Regions from separate parts of the Capra hircus genome. Here region 2 is linked to region 1. Evidence: chromatin contacts called from public Hi-C data. All regions are on one chromosome and are shown on one strand. The core of a region is the stretch at or near the end of the contact, and the rest is flanking DNA. Distances in the headings are between cores, read along the strand shown. Region 1 overlaps TBC1D1 (TBC1 domain family member 1). Region 2 overlaps TBC1D1 (TBC1 domain family member 1).

Region 1 (3,940 bases), core at 823-3,322:
TTCCACCTGTATCAGTCAGAGTAGGTTTGGTTTTGTTGCAGTAACAAACAAATCTCGGTGCCTTATAACAACACATTTCTTGTTCTAGCTATGTATTCATTATGAATTGCCTATCACTTGGTTATTCGAAATCTTTATTCTGAGGTCCAGGCTGACCATGCAGCCTCTCTCTGGAATGTTGCTGCTCATCATAGCAGATAGAAAACTCCATAGAAAACTATGGCGAACCCTTCGCTTCAGTCGCATCTGACTCTATGTGACGATATGGACTGCAGCCCACAAGGCTCTTCCATCCATGGTATTTTCCAGGCAAGGATACTGGAGTGGGTTGCCATGCCATCCTCCAGGGAATGTTCTGGACCCTGGAATAGAACTCAGGTCTCCTCTGTCTCCTGCATTGGCAGGCGGGTTCTTTACCACCAGCGCCACCTGGGAAGCCCCAGGGAGAACGCTGCGCTGACCTTAAAGGTCAGCTTTCTGTACAGAAGGAGGTGATCCATGTCATTTCCACTTGCATATCTTTGGTCAAAACAAGTCATGTGGCAACAGCAAGGTAGCAAAGTTGAATCTTCCCCCCAGGAATGGGCGATGAATCTTTATAAGAATAACACAGCCTACCTCGTGACTATATCAACCGCAGGGGCATCTCACTACTCCCAGACCTCAGTCATTGCCCATGTGATCCTAGCTCCCATCCTCTATCTCATATCTCTGCACAGAAATCTAGGCCCACATCTGTAGCTGCCAATCAGGCAGTTCTCCTTGGTCACTTTAAACTGAACATGAACAAGCAAACTAAAGTCATTTTCCTCTTCAGCATTTTGCTTGTTTTTGGTTGAAGGCCTCCTGTCCACCTGGTTATGCAAATCAGACACCTGGGGGTCATCTGTGACTTCTCTCTCTCCGTATTCACCTCATACCCACCCACCACTCAGAAAGTCTTTTTGATTGTACCCAATACATGTCTTGACTATTGCTGCTTCTCTTCATTTCCTTGCCTCTACTAGTTCTTATATGCATGCTCAGTCACTCAGTCGTTTCTGACTCTTTGAGACCCCGTGGACTATAGCCCACCAGGATCTCTGTCCATGGAATTTTCCAGGCAATGATACTGGAGCAGGTTGCCATTTCCTTCTCCAGGGGATCTTCCCAGCCCATGGACCGAACTGGCATCTCCTGCTTCTCCTTCACTGGCAGGCAGATTCTTTACCTCTTGGTGAGCTCTAAAATAATCCTGATGTCTCTGTATTTCCCCTCCCCAGTTCATTCCACCTGACATGCGGTGATCTTTCTAATTTGCAGAACCAACAATACACCCTTCTGTTGCCACCTCTGCTTGAGCTCGTCAGCAGATGGCTTCTGATTATTCTGAGAATTAAGCTATGGAGTGCCAATAAGGCTCTTTATCTGCCTCTCCAGCCTCACCTTAACCACTGTCCCTCCCTCACAAGTGCCTATGTTTCTTGCCCCCACCATACTGAAGTCCTTCCATTTTCTCTGCATGCTGCGCCCTCTCTTGCTTCTGGTTGTTCCTTCTTTTTAAGAATTATTAATTTATTTGGCCGCATCAGGTCTTACTTGCAGCATGTGGTATCTAGCTCCCTGACCAGGAATTGAACCCTTGCTCCCTGCATTGGGAGGGTGGGGTCTTAGCCCAGGGAAGTCCCTGTTGTTCCTTCTGACTATTCTGCTCTCTATCCTCTTCAGCTGTCTGACTTTAAATCATCCCTCGTGTCTCAGCTTAAAACTCACTTCCCCAGGAAGCCTTCCCTGGCTGCCTCCTACAGCAGATAAGGTGTTTCTGTTGTATATTCTGGGGCAGCATGCTTTCTTTTCCCTGGCGCCCATCACCCTTTATAGCTTCCTTAAATGTCTGTTGTTTGTCTTTGCTGCCTCATTGTAATATCTCTGAGGGCAGTGACTGCTTCAACATTGTGACTCAACTCCTAGCAGAGTGTCTCAAATAGTCTAGGTGCTGGCAGATGCTTATGAAATGACCATGAATGACTGTGCGTGGTGTCAAAACCATAGTTCTGGCCTGAACTCAAGAGCAAGGCCAGGAGGACATGAAAATGTCCTTGCTTCTTAATGTCAAGGGAAACTGAGAAAAACCAGCTCAGCTTGGCTTGGCTTAGGGCTAGAGGGGTAGTATCAAATTAAAACAGGCTTCCAGAGAAAGGCAAAGGAAGGTCAGGGCCAGGAAGAAATGAGATCGTCTGGGCTATAACCTCTTCGAGTGAACGGATTTTAATTTTGTTCACAGCAGAATCCCTGTGCCTAGAACAGTATTGGGCACATATGAGGCAGTTAAATACTTTGTTGGGGAACTTCCCTGATGGTCTAATGGTTAGGGCTCCACTCTTCCACTGCAGGGGGCACGGGTTTGGTCCCTGGTCTGGCAACTAAGATCTCACAAGCTGTGCGGCATGACCAAAAAAAAAAAAGGAAAAATAAAACACTTTATTGGCTGAATGAATGGACAAATTCTGGGTCACAATTCTTGGCTCCAGGAATCAACCCTGGCTGACATAAGCAGGAAAAGAACTTATTGAAAGGATATAAGTAGTTCTCAGAATCAACATAAAGACCAAGATAATCCAGCCTCACAAATGAGCAGCAACCAAGGGGAGCCAGGCAGGCGGAACCATGGCCGAGGTTGTAGCACAGGAATGCTTGCTAAGGACACCACTCTGACACCCCTGCTACCAGACGCCAGTGTCTTCCACACTCCCACCACTGGCTGTGAGTTGTGGCCCCACTGGACTCCAGTGACACTGCCCTCCTTGTGAGTCCGATCTCGCTGACCGTATGACCTGAGTTTACCCCTTCGAAGTTCAGATCCCAGACAGGAATGAACACGTGGTTGTCTGGCAGAGCCAGCGTTGATTGCCACAAAGGGAGAGAGTGTGAATATTTGTCCCCCGTCAGCAGAGGGGGCCATACTGCCACCTATTTGAGAATTTCTCCCTAAATAAGACAGTCATTTGATGCTAGGCAACCTAACAATGGTTTATGTCCAGTATGGGAGGGCTGGAGAAAAAAATTCAGAACCAAGGAAAGTATTTTTTCATTTAAAACATTTAATTATAATAAATGCTAATTATAAAATTTCAATTAATTCAGATATGGGTAAAGTATAAAGTGTTAAGTCCCTCTACTTCCCAATCCACACTCTACACCAAGATACAGCCACACTTATCAGTTGGAAATAGGTTCTTCTTCAAGAGACTTCTTGGATCAGAATTGTTTCTTAAACTGTACAGGGTTGGACTTAATCATTATTACTGGTTGCTTAGAATTTACAGGTAAAGCTTATAGTCAGATATTTTTTACTTGGACTCTTAGCCTGGGTCACGTGGCATGGCTGTGGGTTCATATTCCTGGAGACGGGCTACCTGCCTAATGAAGGGTAAGTCATTTGCTTTGCTTGTGCTTAGTTAGTTATTACTGGAAGTATTTCTTGCTTGGGAGGAATCAGAGATGTAATGGTGTGTGTCATTTTGGTGGGTAAGCAAAATTGGGCTTTGTTGGAGAGAAGGTACTCCTGCTTTTGACCAAGTTTTGTTACCAGGGTTCTTGGCCTCCTTAATCAATAGAAATTGATCAGAGGCCAGACAAGAAATTCAGCCAAGATTTATTGGGGCCCCAGCTTCAGAGGGAAGGAGAAGAAACAATAGGTTCCCTTGCTTGTTTTCTTACTGTGGGGAGCAAGCTAGTTCCTTATATGGGCAGAGGGTAGGGTGTGTGTCCAGGGGTCAGGCTGGAGGGCCGCCTTGGGTGTTTTGTCCACCTCTTAGGTTGTGTAATGTGCAGGGGGCATGCAGAGTAAGTACCCTGCTTTGCTCCAAGCTCTTCAGAAGTGGCTGTTGGGCTTTTTGGTCTCTTTGTATCTTTTGTCTAGAATTTGCCCAAAAGCCCAGGAGACCCACAGTTATTTTTA
Region 2 (3,940 bases), core at 768-3,267, 67 kb after region 1:
GTATAGCAGTTGGCCTGACAATAGTACATGAGACTCTTTTGTTCATTCTCTTGATCATGACTACATTAGGAACCAGAGGCTTTAGAAGTTCAGTGGAAAGAAGCCACAGTGTGTTGCCTTGATAATGATACTGTCATGGGTTGCTTATTCCTTGATTAAAACCACCTAGCTGTGTAGTCAATACTGTTCAACTCTTAGGGAATATAAAACTGAGGAATAAATTGTCAGTTGTCATTAGAGAAAATAATGATGTTATGATTAGAAGAAAGGTTGTGTAAGGTAATTTCAGTCTTGTTATCCTCATCCTGTCTTTTATTTTAGAAGACTTGATGCACTGCCACGATGTACTGCCATGAAATCTAGAATAACTGCATACTGTTTTGGTGACAGACTTTTTGAAGGGAGAGTGACAGCTTCTCAGAGAAGACCTTTGGCTCTGGAGTAGGGGGACCAGCCTGGATTTAACTTGCTGTGTCTGTGGACTTATCACTTAAGCTTGCAGGCACATGAGTCCCCTAGTGTATCCCCAGCATGTAATGGATGCTTAATAAATACTGCTCTCCTCCTCTCTGTGAAAGTTGTGCCTTTCCCTCTCCTGGTCCGGAACTCTGTGGGCTTCTCCTTTGGCCCCATGTGATGAAATACGCAGTGTACCGATGTGGGCAGCATGACGTGGCTCCTGTGGATGCGGGCCCTGTGCGTCCCAACCACTGTGCTGGGCTGGGCTTAGTCACTCAATCCTGTCCGACTCTTTGCTACCCCACGTATGTGTGTAGCCTGCCAGGCTCCTCTGTCCATGGGATTCTCCAAGCAAGAATACTGGAGTGGGTAGCCATTTCCTTCTCCAGGGTATCCGCCCAACCCAGGGATCGAACCGGGTCTCCTGCATTACAGGCGTATTCTTTTCCAGCTGAGCTACCAGGGAAGCCCAACCACAGCAGGTTCCAAATGACATTCCTTCCTTTCCCCGCAGGTGCCTGAGATCATCAGTTCCATCCGGCAGGCTGGGAAGATCGCCCGCCAGGAGGAGCTCCGCTGCCCTTCGGAGTTCGATGACACATTCGCCAAGAAGTTCGAGGTGCTGTTCTGCGGCCGCGTGGCCGTGGCGCACAGGAAGGCTCCACCCGCCCTGATCGATGAGTGCATCGAAGGCTTCAGTCACGTGAGCGGCGGCTTCTCCTCGGATCAGTTCCGGTCTGCACCGCAGCCACCGGGGGATGGGGAGCGGGGCCCGCGGCCGATGCGCAAGTCCTTCTCGCAGCCCGGGCTGCGCTCCTTGGCCTTCCGAAAGGAGTTTCAGGATGCAGGGCTGCGGAGTAGTAGTTTCTTCAGCTCTTTTGAGGAGAGCGACATCGAGAACCACCTGATTAGTGGACACAATATTGTGCAGCCGACAGATATTGAGGAAAATCGAACTATGCTCTTCACGGTAAAATATTATCAAGCCTCCTGCACATCCCCAGTCTGGTCTGTGTGTTCAAAAGAAAATCTGCTTAGTTGAACGAAGATTATCTGTGAATTGCTTTTGGATTTATGTGTGAATCCATATATTTTTATTCTGAATAATTCTTTTATCAGGATAGAATCCTTATTTAGTCCCCATTACCCCCATTAGGGGGTAACAAACAGAATCTATCTTACATCCTGTATGATTTTTATCTGCCTCCCACATGATGGTGAAGACATCTTTTCAATGTGGAACAATCAATTAATGTGTGTAAAAGAGGCTCCAAAAGGGTTTTTTTTTTTTTTTAAACATATTTCAAGTAATATATTTCAGCAAAATTTTTTTGGAAAATACCCCTTTACTATTTTTATAAATTTGTTAAACTACTTACACTTTGTTACCTGGGTAATTGGGGATAACTGATATTTGAAATTGATACCCAAACTACAGTATTAGTTTAGCCAGCTGCTTACTCTTTTCTAGAAATGGTTTGATAAACTGACAGTGAGCCAAATGCCAGAAAAGGCATGGGCAGGAGGCTGTCCTGGCAGTTGAGGCTCCTCGGTCCGGGCTGATCCCAGCTGTTCTGGAAAGGTTGCTGTCCTAGGAGTTCTCTGGGTCTGAACTGATAGGACTCAGCTGGTTTCCTAGTGAGTTAGCCTCTGCAGTATGGGAAGGAGATTGTTCTCAGCCTCCTCTGTCTCTTCTTTGGCCTAAGGCTGACTGAGAGTCTAGGGAGAGAGGAAGGTGTGCTTAAATATAACGTTTCCATGCCTAACTCCGGGCCAAGTGATGAGGAAGCTGGCTGTGGAGATATACAGGGTCGAAATCGAGATGGAGTGTCAGAGGGCCGATTTCTTCCTCTTTTCATGGTTGACCTAATATACTGAAAAGAGTGCTACGTTGGCAGTCAGACTGGTGTTGTAATGTGTGGTCTGTATTAAAAAAAAAAAAAGAACCCCACCAACACCTCTTGGTATCATTGGGAAAGCTGCTTAGTACATTTATTTTCAAGTATTTATTGTGTAAATGCTATCTACAGGGTCCCTTGCAGCATGCTAGAAATACAGCAATGGACAGGACAGGCATGATCTCTGCCCACGTGAAATTTAGATTCCAGTGAGAGACTGACAACTGATTGTATGAGTAATTGTCTCACTAAAATTGTGATAAATGCTGCGAAGGAGGCTGTGAGGGCTTCTGGGGAATCAGGGCTTTCTGAAGGCAGTGATTTTCACTGAGCAGAAGTGTCACTGTGGCCAGCTAGAGGAGCATCCTGGGTTCAGGGAACAGCAGGGGAAGGAGGGGAGCTGCACGGTTAACTATGTGGTTATTGCGACAGTCCTCTGTCCTAACGGAGATCTGTTAGGCTGACCCTCGTCTGTAAGACAATGTTAGTTTGTGCTCACACTGTTAACTTTTTTAGGAAGTCAGGTAAGCAGGAGTGAGTATCTAACACAGTATGTACTCAACAAATGGTAGATTTTTTAACAATAATTTAAGATTTTTCTGATCATTAGAAAGTGTCCTGGAAATTTTAAAAGAGAAGCTCCTGTATCCTTGGAGAGTCGCTTATGTAGAAAACCTCTCTTTCACAAAGGGGAGCTGTGGGAACCTGAGGCTTTGTGACTGACTATGAGGTATTTGGTCCTTTCATCTCAAGACAGCTGCCTGACGAAGGTGAACACCTTGACGGTTATCTCCTACCCAAAGCCCGTAGAGTAGAGTGTGCCCTGGAAGTGGTCTTCTACATGATATGGTCACTGTTAAACAGGAGCTTGAGCCATTGATTCTTTATTTTCCTAGGTCATGAAATGAGAAAGTTTGTATAATAAATCTGAATTCAGTGTTCATGCAAAGCTAGTTTCTTTCTTTCTTTGTCTTTTAAGATTGGTCAATCTGAAGTTTACCTCATCAGTCCTGACACCAAAAAAATAGCGTTGCAGAAAAATTTTAAGGAGATATCCTTTTGCTCTCAGGTAAATGAACATGGGTTATCAGCTCAACTGCAGTTGAATTTTTTAATGAATTATTTTACTGTTTGTCATTCAACCGAAGTGGCTAAGGTCACAAGATGTATGCTTTCTAAGTGCTGGGTTTGTGATCTTGCATTTCCTTCTGTGTATTAAGGCAAAATATAACTTGAATGTTAAAAATTTTGCTTTTAGCAACCATAACTTACTGGAGAAAGTACGTTTCCTTTTCTTTTTTTCCCAGTCATTGGCAGTCCTGATTTCCAGGTGTATGTGCATGTATGTGTGTCTGTATGCATATTTATATATATACTCATACACACTAATATATTTTTTAAAGTACTTATTTTTACTTTCTAAAAATTCATGACTTTGGGGATACCAAGATCATTATTTCTCTTCCTTAAAATATAATAAGTAATGAGTACCTTTGAGGATGTTTTCCTTAGAGTAGTGTCTACTTGAGTTGTTTCCTGAAAATCTCCTGGGTGTGTTTCATAGAGAGATTTGGAGAATCTGT

Evidence for each region. A called contact is a pair of places that touch in the nucleus more often than the background predicts.
Region 2: a Hi-C map of blood shows a contact between it and region 1, with 1.7 times the contacts expected there. The contact joins two enhancer-like sites. A contact is called at or near these places in 2 of 5 Hi-C or Micro-C datasets (both in blood).

The regions. Positions count from the first base shown.
Region 1 is chr6:57,815,824-57,819,763 of ARS1.2, forward strand. The region is part of intron 2 of TBC1D1 (TBC1 domain family member 1); the gene reads left to right. Among named protein-coding and RNA genes, the nearest start is that of TBC1D1, 45 kb to the left of the region's middle. Within about 2 kb of position 2,073, at least 1 of the 5 cell types and tissues checked has an H3K27ac peak or open chromatin away from gene starts, as enhancers often do.
Region 2 is chr6:57,883,319-57,887,258 of ARS1.2, forward strand. TBC1D1 (TBC1 domain family member 1) reads left to right here. Exons shown (of 20, transcript XM_018049370.1): 3 at 974-1,429; 4 at 3,337-3,426. Among named protein-coding and RNA genes, the nearest start is that of TBC1D1, 110 kb to the left of the region's middle. Within about 2 kb of position 2,018, at least 1 of the 5 cell types and tissues checked has an H3K27ac peak or open chromatin away from gene starts, as enhancers often do.